Regions from separate parts of the Mus musculus genome. Here region 1 is linked to region 2. Evidence: chromatin contacts called from public Micro-C data. All regions are on one chromosome and are shown on one strand. Each heading gives the region's core, a stretch centred on a gene start, on an enhancer-like site or on the middle of the called end of the contact. The rest is flanking DNA. Distances are from core to core; before and after follow the strand shown.

The links. Hi-C and Micro-C count contacts between places; a contact is called where the count stands out from the background.
Region 1: a Micro-C map of the AtT-20 cell line shows a contact between it and region 2, with 1.8 times the contacts expected there. The contact joins two enhancer-like sites. A contact is called at or near these places in 22 of 484 Hi-C or Micro-C datasets (8-cell embryo, the AtT-20 cell line, the HPC-7 cell line and 7 more), 3 of 115 datasets of contacts at active chromatin or transcription factors (embryonic stem cells, extraembryonic endoderm stem cells and trophoblast stem cells) and 1 of 9 other capture datasets (embryonic stem cells).

Annotation. Positions count from the first base shown.
Region 1 is chr16:90,110,772-90,116,808 of GRCm38.p6, reverse strand. It overlaps a transcript of Tiam1 not described here. Among named protein-coding and RNA genes, the nearest start is that of Gm10789, 28 kb to the left of the region's middle. Within about 2 kb of position 3,803, at least 34 of the 459 cell types and tissues checked have an H3K27ac peak or open chromatin away from gene starts, as enhancers often do. A contact at or near this core is called in the AtT-20 cell line, where this site is marked.
Region 2 is chr16:90,019,648-90,025,334 of GRCm38.p6, reverse strand. It overlaps a transcript of Tiam1 not described here. Among named protein-coding and RNA genes, the nearest start is that of Tiam1, 62 kb to the right of the region's middle. Within about 2 kb of position 2,069, at least 11 of the 459 cell types and tissues checked have an H3K27ac peak or open chromatin away from gene starts, as enhancers often do. A contact at or near this core is called in the AtT-20 cell line, where this site is marked.

The DNA of each region.
Region 1 (6,037 bases), core at 2,554-5,053, 90 kb before region 2:
AATCTCCAGTAGGATGGCTGCGAAGTGCCTTTTGGCAGCCTCTGTTGCTTCAGCTGTCTGAAAGGAATGGCTTTCATAAACATGGAATGGGTGTTGGATTTTCACTTCGTGATAATTCATATTACAGAAGTGGGAAAAGTCATTACTACAGAGTCCCAGTAAGCCTGAAGCTGTGGACACGAAATGAGCTGGCCAGCCTCGGGACAGGAATTGGTTCCCTTTTGGGTACCTAATAACACATGTGCTTAAAAGAGAAATTTCATGAATGGAAATGTAAGCCAAGTGCTTTTCTTTCTCTGTTTATAGTATTTGTGATCAAATCCAGGGTTTTGTACACCTAGGTAGGCTTAGAACTATGCCCCCAGCTTTTGAGAATGGAAATTCAGATTTAAAAGAGGAAACGAAAAATAAAGACTCACCCATAACCCCATGATTCTTTGTGCATGCCCCCTCCCCGTGTGTGTGTTTGTGTTTGTGTTTGTGTGTGTGTGTGTGAGAGAGAGAGAGAGAGAGAGAGAGAGAGAGAGAATTAACTCCCGAGTCCTGTCTTAGCTAAGTGCTCTACCTCTGAGCCACCCCTAGCCACAGCATTGTTTAGTTACCTGTTGCTCTCTTTCAGAATTTTTATTGTGGTTAGCATGTCTGAGATACAGTGTTTCGTTGTAACCACTTTTCACGGCTGGTTCCCTGCCCCTCAGTACATGTACAAAGTAGCCATCTCCACCCTCATCTCGAGAACTTTTGTTCTTTCCAAGTGGAAGCTTGAGGTCGGTTCAGCATTAAGTCTCCAGTCCTCCCCGCTGTATGCAGCCCCCGGAAACCATCTTCCTCTCTGTCTCAGGCTTGCATGTCCAGGTCTCACATAGCTAGAGTTATACAACCTTTGCCCTTTGCTTCTGGCTCATTTTACTTGGCAACAGTATCTTCAGGTTTCGCCCATGCTGTGTCAGAATTTCCTTCCATCCTGAGGCTGAGCAGCCTTCCATTCTGTGGCTCCTTTCCTTCTCCCGCTATCTTTAAATGGACACCTGGTTGCTTCCATCCTTTAAAAAAAAAAAAAAAAAAAAGAGGGGCTGGTGAGATGGCTCAGTGGTTAAGAGCATCGACTGCTCTTCCAAAGGTCCTGAGTTCAAATCCCAGCAACCACATGGTGGCTCACAACCATCCGTAATGAGATCTGATGCCCTCTTCTGGAGTGTCTGAAGACAGCAACAGTGTACTTAGATATAATAATAAATAAATCTTTAAAAAAAATTAAAAAAAAGATTTCTATTTTATTTTGTATTTTATTCTGTGTGAGAGAGTATGTGCACACAAATGTGGGTGCCTCCGGAAGCCAGAGCCCTTGGTTTCCTGGAGCTGGCGTTGCATGTGTGTGCTAGCTCTCCAGTGTGGGTGCTGGGAACCAAGTCCATGTCCTCTGCAAGAGCAATCCAGGCTCCTAACGCCTGAGGCATCTCTCCAGCCATCTTCCCATTGGTCAGCTTCTGTGAATAATGCTTCTATCATTCAGGTGCACAACAAGTGTCCTTTCAAGTCTTTCAGGTCTTAACCCAGATATGGGGTTGGTGGATTGCAGTGGGTTCTATATCGAATTTCTGGACACACCAAGTGCTGTTTCCAGGGGTTGTGCCACAAGGACTCCGATTTCTCCACAGCCTTCTCACGCATTCCACTCCTCAACTCCCGCCTCCACCCCCCCCTTGCTTTGATGATGACCATCTGAGTGGCTGTGCAATGATATCACATTGTGACTTGATTTGCATGTCCCTTGTGATCAGGGATAACAGGCTGAGTATCATTTCAAGTCTTTTGTGATTATTTCACAGGGTACTGTGTCCTTTTCATAGCTGTCACTGTGTCCTTACTCTCCTGAGTAGAATCACATCTCCACACGAGTATGTTCAATGGATGTTTCTTAATTCCCACCAATCATTATTAATTGGGTTGGTGTTAGAGTGAAATGCGGAGGTGGAGGTGTATTTCAGACTTCAATGGTGAGTGATGTATTCATTGAAAATCCCCACTACCCATAATCCTCCATGTCTGGTTTCTAGCAGAAGCTTGTCAAGAGTACCATGGGGACATGCACACCGTGCACACTCCTGGATTCTAAGCAGCAGTTCTGGGGTTACAGTGAAATGAGAGGTGTCTTCGGGAAGGCCAGCTACAACTTTTCTTTACATAGCTCCGTTGCTTGGTGCAGTGGTCGAGGACTTTGAAGCAGTTTAGAAGAGGCTTATCTTGTTTTATTTAGGAGATGTGGTGGAGAAGGCATGGTGGCAGGGAGAACTGGTGTGACTGCCCACACCTCAGCAAATCAAGGGCAGAGAAGTTGACTCGGAGCCACTAAATAGACCTCAAAGCCTGTTTCTTTAGTGGCCCACATCCTCCAGCCAGACTTCATCATGTCGAGACTCACAACCTCCCGAGGCAGTGGCACGAGGTGGAGACTGTGTCCGATCGAATGGACCTGAGATTTCTTACATTAAAGCCATAACAGCATCTATGCTGAGAGGATGGAGGGTACAGGACCGCTGTGGGTGACAGTGTGACTGTCAGCGAGCAGGTTGAGAGCTCGCTCTGCTCGCTGAATGTTAGAGCCGCGTCGTTGACATCACCTTACTTGTCTCCTGTGAGCCATGGTGGATGGGCTTACTTTGTGTCTTTTCTTGAAATGGGAACATTTATTTATTTCATCAGAATGGTGTTACTGGGGCAGTTGTTTTCTAGATTATTCCTGAAGGCCAACAAGCCACATGTCAGTCCACTGGAGCCAGAGAGGCATTTTTAGAAGGTGGCATGGATGTGGTCCATGCCTGGCTCTGTCCCATGCCCATAGCTTTGAGCATGTTGCTCTACCCAAGAGTCAGGCCCTCTTTGTTCACACATTGGTGATGATACTGGCTCTTGTAGATTGCTTTTGAGAAAAATAAAGGGAGTGATTAATGAGGGTGTTAGTTTCCTAAGCCACAATTTGGTGATCAAAAACAATGCTAACGTTCTTTCCCAGGTCTGAGGCCAGATGTCCAATGTTGATGCAAGGTGCTGGCAAAAGCTCGTGGGCTCTCCCAGGGTTTTAGGCGGGGATCCAGTCTTTGCTGCTCCCAGCTGCCTGTCATGAGCGGCAACATCTCTTTCCTTTTTGCATCTTAGAGTTTAAACTATCAAGAAAGGCAGATTGACAGGTGGCAGCCAGATTGCTTTCATTTACTAATCTTTATGTGAATACAAGCTCTTGGGAGGAAAAGGACGACTCGAAGAGGCAGTGAAGGCCGAAAGCTCAGGCTGTGTGCTGCGTTCTGTCCTCTTCAGTGCTGGGGATCGAGCCCAGACCTGGAGTGTGCTGGCACACACTCCACAGTAGGGCGGCATCCTGCAACTGCAAATGGGTGCGTTCTGAGAAGTGCATTGGAACTGTGGCCTCTGAGCACAGCATTGTACTCGTGGGACTCGGCAGAAGGCCTGGCTGAGGGGGAGCCTAGCACCTATTGCCTGATAGTGCTGTGTCATCTGCTGCTGCCTAGTTTATTTCCAGTGGGTCATGCTGTGTAGGTACTAATATGGTGTATTGTTCTTTTTTTTTTAAAAAAATGTATTTCTTTATTTTGTATGTGTGTCGGTGTATCAGAAGACAGCCCACGGGACTTGGTTCTTCTTTCCCATGTGTGGGTCCCAGGGATTGAACTCAGGGCGTCAGTGTTAGCAGCAAGTCCCTTTATCTGTTTAGCCATCTCACCAGCCAGTTCGTTGAGTTTCGAAAGGCTAAGATTTGAGATTAGTGGCTCCGATGATGAGGCAAGAGGTTAATCACACCGAGGGACTTGCCTTTGTTGGGCAATCCTAGGGAGTGGTTCAGCCCCACTGTCCCCATGGGACTGCAGACACACCAAATAGTGTTTCTCCCAGTACACAGCCGGCATTTTGGAAAGTCTTCAAATAATGGCCGTGAGTGGGAGCCTTGCTGTCATTTCTGTCAAGTGAATTGCTACACGGAAATTCTGGTCTCATTCTGCAGAATTCCTGGTTTTTTGTCTGGGGTGTGCTGGAGGTGGAGGGCTGGCGGCTGGTATACTTACTAATTTCACATGGCCCTTTCCAGTTCTGGAACAGACTCATTCGTTAAATCCCACAAGTGCATGTTTGCGGGGTACCTGGCTATGTTAGGGGCTTTCTCTGGAAAGGGACTAGGCAGTAAGTATTCAGTATATCTATTGAATTGTAACAAGAACTCTCCATCTGCTCAACACACTGGAGACCAAAGCTGGTGAATGAATATAGGGCTATTCAAAAGCCAGACCCGAGGAGACTATTCAGGCCGGGCGGTGGTGGCACACACCTTTAATCCCAGCACTCGGGAGGCAGAGGCAGGCAGATCTCTGAGTTCAAGGCCAGCCTGGTCTACAGAGTGAGTTCCAGGGCAGCCAGAGGTACACAGAGAAACCCAGTCTTGGGGGGAAAAAAAAATCTATTCAGGAGTTTTCAGGATGCAAAGATGTATTATTTGTTTAAAGAATTATTTATTTTTATTCATCGTGTGTTTGTCTGCTTGCTGTGTACGTGTGTGCCAAGGCGTGTGTGTGTGTGTGTGTGTGTGTGTGTGTGTTTGTCAGAGGACAGATTGTAGGAGTTCTTGGGATCTAACTCAAGTCCTTCTCGAGGAGAAGAAGTCTTAGAGAAAGAGGGAGGGAGCTACAGTGAGACAGAGCGTGAAGCCCACGCACCAGATGACATCATCCTCACCTCTGGCCCTCATAATGGACTTCCATCCCTTGCCTCTTTTTTTTTTTTTGGTTTTTGAGACAGCCCTGGCTGTCCTGGAACTCACTTTGTAGAACAGGCTGGCCTCGAACTCAGAAATTCGCCTGCCTCTGCCTCCCGAGTGCTGGGATTAAAGGCGTGCGCCACCATGCCCGGCTGATCCCTTGCCATTTTAACTTGAACCTAAGGAAAGGCTTCTCTTCCACAAGACAACGAGGAAAGGTATAAGGCAGAGGGAGGGGGAGCAGGAGTCATTCTTAAATGAACCCCAGTTCTACAGTGGGGATCAGTTATGAGTACTATCAGAACCCCTTCGGGGCAGTTTGGTGACGCACAGACGGCTGAGTTGCTAGCAGTCGGTCATTGCGTAGGTTTCGGTGGCTGTGACAGCGTCCAACAGCTTCCGTGTTGATGCTGAGATCCAGGGTCCGTGCTCTGAGCGGCCCTGTGCTTGGGGATCACGGTGGAGAGTAACGCATCCGAGAGTTTAGAGGGGGCTTCTCAGCTGGGCTCAGAGCCTGCATGGGATTCCTCTAACGTGAACAAAGGGTGGGCATTGCAGGCCCACTCTGGAAGGCCAAACTGGTAGGGCTCACTTTGGAGATCTGACCGCTGGGTAGATTGTGACGAAAAGGGAAAGCAGGCATAGTCTTCTGACAGTGCCACTTGACACGGTCATCTACCAAGTTCACACTGAAAATGGTATTGTCAGGGCTGGCAAGATGGCTCAGTGGGTAAGGTACTTCACCATCAAGTGTGACAACCATCCCTGAGACCACATGGTAGGAGGAGAGATCTGACTCCTAAGGCTGACCTCTGACCTTCACATGCATGCTGTGAAAACACTCACACACACACACACACACACACACACACTCACACACACTCACACACACACACACACTCACACACACACACACTCACACACACACACTCACACACACACACACTCACACACACTCACACACACACTCACACACACACACACTCACACACACACACACACACACACACACACACACACACTCACACACACACACTCACACACACACTCATGTTTTAAGTAAGCGTATGACTCTGTGTTGGACCACATTCCTAACAGTTTCGAGCTGCATGCAGGGTGAGAGTTCTGCATACTTCGAGAGTAGAGCCTTCTTGTGTGTCTCTGAAAGTGCAGACATTTCTCTGCAAGCTAAGAGCGCCCTTTATACCAATCTCGGAAACAGACCCTCGACTTCCTGAGGCTTTAAAGTGGGGTTGAAAGCTGCTTGTGTGG
Region 2 (5,687 bases), core at 820-3,319:
CTGCCATGGATCAGGCAGTGGCTCTCTCGCTTTCCCAGCACCATGTTTACCCGTGTGCTGACATGTTCTCTGCCATGGTGAGAATGGACTGTGAGAAAGCTAAGCCTACATAGCCTTAGGTTTTTCAAAACCTACTTTAGTAAGGGTTCTCAGATGCTTCGACCCCCTTCTAGTGCACTGCCCAAAGGTAGGGGAGATAAGATGTGTAATAGGACAATGTGCATGCAGACCTGATTAGAAGTAATTCTTCGTGAAGATTCCAGTCTTTGTTGTCAGGATACCAGCAGTCCAGTTCAGTAGTGTCACCACTACGTGAACCAGCAGTGGTGGCACAATCCAGCAGAAATAGCCAGGCCTCTGCCGAATTGGCACGAGTCAGTGGGGGCAGCCAGAATCAGCCGGAATGCCAGGAGAAGTTCTCTGCAGTGCCTCTCTTAACAAGAGTGAAGAAGACACAAGACCCACAAAGCGTTGCACCGCTAGCAACGGAAGTACATTGTCACCGTCTGTTGGGTCCTACTTATATTCTCTCCAAACTTCACATGTCCTTCCATGTGTCTGCTTCAGCAACACATCATCACATGACACCACCAGAAATTTCCACTTCATAAGCCCCCAATTAAATGATTCCTTTTATAAGAGTTGTGTTGGTCATGGTGTCTCTTCACAGCAATATATTAACATGGTTCTGAATCGCCAAGAAACCCATTTTTTCCTCCCTAATGGCTTAGGGGTTCCTTTGATAAAGTTGAGCCACGGGCCACTGGGAAGTAAGCTGCACAAGGGAAATGGATTCCAAGCAGAGAACACTAACATCAGAAGAGGCAGGAACAATCCTGTCCACTCAGCCTGTCCTGGCGGAGTGCAGCCACAGAGCATGGTCTTCGTGAAGCATTCTGGGAGCAGTGTGGAGCGTGGAAGGGAGACTGGCATTGAACACCCGTGTTTCTGGTTCTTGGTCTGGAAGTGGGAGAAGAAGGAAGCCTTTACACATACTCGCCCTGGACTTGGAAAGATCCACGTCAGCAGCCTTGATCTCCACGAACTGACCTCTCGGCTAGCCCACCAAGTCTGCTCAGATGATCAGTGGTCATCTCCGGAGGGAACTCACGTGTCACAGGCAAGCCATGGGATTTGTCACTGTTAACAAGACGATCGATAATACAGTGAGCTCTCCCTGCTTTTGCTGAGAATTCCTGGTCTTGCGCTAAGTACTTTGAAAAGCTGTCTTAGATGGGATGAAGATTTTTTTTCTCCCAGGTGTTCATTTTCTTCTGTCTTTGGTCTCACTGTTGGGTGATCGAAAGAGCTGTAGGATGTTCTCCATTTCCCGGGGTAGACCCCGCCTCCATGGAGCCTCTGATCACCTGGGACTTCCTCAGGGAACACTTGCAGAATCTGTCCCTTGGAGCAGTTGGCTATTTAAGCTCCGAGGCGGCTTTCTCTGAGTCCTGCGGGTGGCGTGTGTCCCCAGTGCATTCTGGAAATCCTTTGGTTTGCTTGATGCATTTGTTTGGACGTGACCTTTTTCTGGTTTCTCTTTCCTGGGCTTTTGCCCGCTGAGGAAATGATCTTCAGATCCTGTCCATCTGCACTGGTGGCAGCAGAAGAGAGATTTTCTCTTCTCTGTGGTCCAGATCCAAAGGCCAGACACCTGTCCTTCAGGGACTCGTGTTATTCTGATGGGTGTCGTTTCCTGATGTGTAGACTTAAAGATGTCTAGTTCTGTAAGTCATCAAATGTGATGTGAGACAGGGTGGGGCGGGTCCTTGGCTGATCTGAGGTGCTTTTATTGATTGTTTACTGGACACACAATGGAATGATTTCTTACCTCCATACCTCCGTCCCCAGCCGGCCCTCAGTGTTGGCCCTGTTTAGTAAGTTTTTCCTGTCTGTGCCTGATTCATCCCGAGAGCTTTGCAGATAGATCCTTTGGGAACCTTTGAGTTTGAGAAGAAAAAGGACAGCGTTTCTTTTAAGTTAATGAAAACCCTCTGCAGGAGAAACGTGTGCATGTGCTGTGTCTAGGCTGTGCTCACGGACACTTGCCCACTCCCCTGGTTGTTAAGGAGATCCATATGGGTTTGGATCAGGGTTGAAGCTCATCAGAGTTCTTCCTGTGCAGCTTTAGAGCTTTGTGGTGATTTTAGAGTAAACCCCGCAGGCTCCTGAGGGTTCTGCCCTGGAGGAACCACCGGTGGGGAGTGACGTGCAGAGGTGAGGGACCAGATCTCAGCTCTTCTTCCAGGCCTCACCATCTGCCAACTGTCACGTTTGTAGTCATCATGAGCTTGGAAGAGTGCTCCCCGAGCTCCGCTCTCATCCGCCAGGGCCGGCCAGTCCGTGCATTTCCAGGTGTTGAGATGGCTAAGCTGATGTAACCCCAGATGCTGCTGCAGGAGAGTCCAGCCGAGTCTCACTCACAACTGTGAGACTGGATCGTCACCTCATTTCCAGTCGGGTCCCTGTGGAAGGAGAACAGCTGGCCTGTCTGTTTTTTGTCTGCCTGAGGGTTCCTTAAAAAGCAGTCTGAGCTTGTGCCAAGCAGAAGAGTAGATGTGCTAGGGTCTGGCTGCGGCCAGACTGGCTTTATTGACTCTTTTGATAAAGTGGGATGGGATTCCTTTCTCAGGGGCATAAATTCATGCTAACGTGGGCATGGGGCAGGATGAATGAGACATATGGAAATAGCAAGAGATGCCGAAGCCAGGCCAGGAAGGATACCATTCAGATATGTTAGGAAATGTCCAATAGAAGCAGGAGTTTGTATTGGTTATCTTGTTTTAAAAAATGTTTTGCCATTCATTCATTCATTCATCCACCTACCCACTTATCTTATCTCTATCTATCTCTATCTATCTATCTATCTATCTATCTCTCAATGTATCTATCTGTGCACACGTGTGCCACAGCCTGACACAGGTCATCAGTGGGTAGCTTGTGGGATCAGCTCTGCTTTTCCACCCTCTGGGTTCCAGGGCTTAGACTCAGATCGCCCAGTTTGGTGGCCAGTGGCTTTTCTTGCTGAGCCGTCTAGCTGGGTCTCCTCTTAACCTTTTCAAGGCACAGATGAAGTTACTTCCTCCTGCTGTCCAGCCTTGCTGGCATCACAGAGAATCTGCTCTCCACGTGCACCAGCATGGAGCAAACCCACCTGACTCAGTGTATGTGTGCATGGTTAAATTGAATTTAATTATTATGATTTTTAAAAAGAGGGTCTCACCCTGTATTCTTGGCTGTCCTGAAATTCACCACACAGACCAGGCTGACCTTGAACTCACAGAGATACGGCTACCCCCTCCCTGAGTGCTGCAATTAGAAGTGTGCACTGCTTGTCCAGCTGTGTGTGTCAATAATTTTGAAAAGAAATTAATTTCCTCTGTACTGAGCATGTTCAAAAGTTTTCCTTGTCATTGTTTCCTGAGCAGTACAGTGTGGCTGCTGTTTATGTGCGCGCATTGTATTAGGTGCAAAAATGATCTAGAGAGAATTCAAAGTGTACAGGGGCTGGGGGTGAGTAGAGAATGTGGACAGATAGTCTGCCGTTCCATGAGAACGAGAGCCTCCTTGACTTTTGATGTTCCAGGACGGTTCTAGAACCACGTACATTCTCTCCTCCACAGAAATGGAGACGGTTCTAGAGCGAACCTCTCTCCTCCACAGATATGGAGACAGTTCTAGAGCGAATCTCTCTCCTCCACAGAAATGGAGGGACAGCTGTGTTTATACCCGAATCCAGTGCTTGGCAAAGCTGCCGGCTGGATCCACCTTGCTTTGGAAACACCGTTTCCTGTCCCGTGACAGCATTCGTTCCTTTATTTCCCAAGCTGCGTCTGTGCTTCAGCAGAGCAGGGCAGTCAGAGCATTGTCGGCTCCCTCTCTGCGGTCTCAGAAGCAGCTGGCAAACGCGTTCTCCACAGCCACCTTTATCCACGCAAAGAATTCAGGCTGCGGTATCAACTTTTGGTTAAGAGCACTGACTGCTCTTCCGAAGGTCCTGAGTTCAAATCCCAGCAACCACATGGTGGCTCACAACTACCCATAATGAGATCTGACGCCCTCTTCTGGTGCGTCTGAAGTCAGCTACAGTGTACTAATGAATAATAATAAATAAATCTTAAAAAAAGAAACTCTGTAATTGTTCGTATCATCTGTTCCTCTTCTTCCTTCCTCACAGCCCCCTTCCTCTTCCCCCTCTACCACCTCCTTCTCCTCTTCCTCCCCATCTTGATGTTAGCATTTTAAAATCCAACCCTCAGCCCCTCCTTGGCACTCTCTGGCTTGCCGAGGGGCATTCATTTCGTCACTTCACATTTGGGGACATTTGGAACAATGAGGTGAGAACCTGGGTTCTGGTTGAGTCCCCATTTGGGAGGGGAAAGCAGAGAGATCTCCTCAGAAGTCGTGCCTGCGTGACATGCCTGCGTGACAGCCCACCCCAGCTGTCAGGAGCAAAGTGTCCCTGAACCACTTCGCCTCACTGTTCTCTATAATTTATGGCTTTTCGGGGGTTCTTTGTAATTTCTTCCCATGATGCCGTGGGATGGCCCTTCCCACTTTACAGTCCAGCTGCTCTCCTGCTTTTAGAGACCTGCGTCAGTTGCTCTCAGCTCCAGGACCCCACTGAGTAATTTCCCAGCCTGCTTGTGACAGAGAACTCATGTTGACTGTTAAATGTCCATCCCACCTTCACTCCCCAAGTCTCTGTTCTGACTCTATCAAACAGTCCTGCCCTCAGCTAGCTCCCTTTCCCTCCTGCCCCAGAGTACCCTCCTACCATGCTCACCCATCAGAATGTTGCTTCCTTCCCTGGCTGCCCTCTGTGCTGTGGGAGAAAACTCAGGCCCCTATTTCTTTGAGTAGTCACTGGCCCTCCTAAGGCTTGCATAAAACAATAATAGAACCAACATCCTTGCCCCGCCCCAAAGTCTCAAGCTCTTTGCCCCATCAGCGGGTGCTCCCGTGTGTGAGGGTTCTTCCAGGGACCACGTGTCTTCACCTGTTCTCTGTTGATGTAACTGAATACCCCAGGCTGGGTCACTCACTGAGTTCTATTTGAGGTTTCTTGGCCTCCGCTCTGGAGAGAGCCTTGTGAGCTGAGGCGTCTCATGAAGTTTCCTGTGCATCACAAGACTGGACTCCGCATGCGAGCCAGCGTGAGTCTTTTCTTCTAAAGCTGCTGATCCCATCATGGGGACCTTGTGTCCAAGATACTGTTCTATATTAGTAATTCCTCAAAGACTCCACCTCCAAACGCCTTACATATGGGAGTTAGGGGATTACGTTTTCAGCACGTGAGCCTGGAGGAGGGGCATTTTCAGACCACAGTGCCTTCCTTGGAGAACTGCGGCTTGCTGTGGAAGATGAAGACAGCAAAGCTCACTGGTGTCCTTGTGGGACTAAGGTGACCCGGGAGGTGATGGCAGACGCCTGTTATTCAGCATAAGCATGGCTTAGGGAGGATTACCGTAGAACTGCCCTGAGTTCCAGGCCAGCCTGGGCTACATAATGAGCTATGAGATTGAGACTCCCACCTCCAACAACGACAACGACCACAACACACACACACACACACACACACCCTCATAAAAACAAATCTAAACTTGAAGGTAAAAACTGAAACCGATTACATGTGAGGAAGGAGTGTGGCCCTATGATGTTACTGTCTTGGGTTTTCTAGGTTCTTG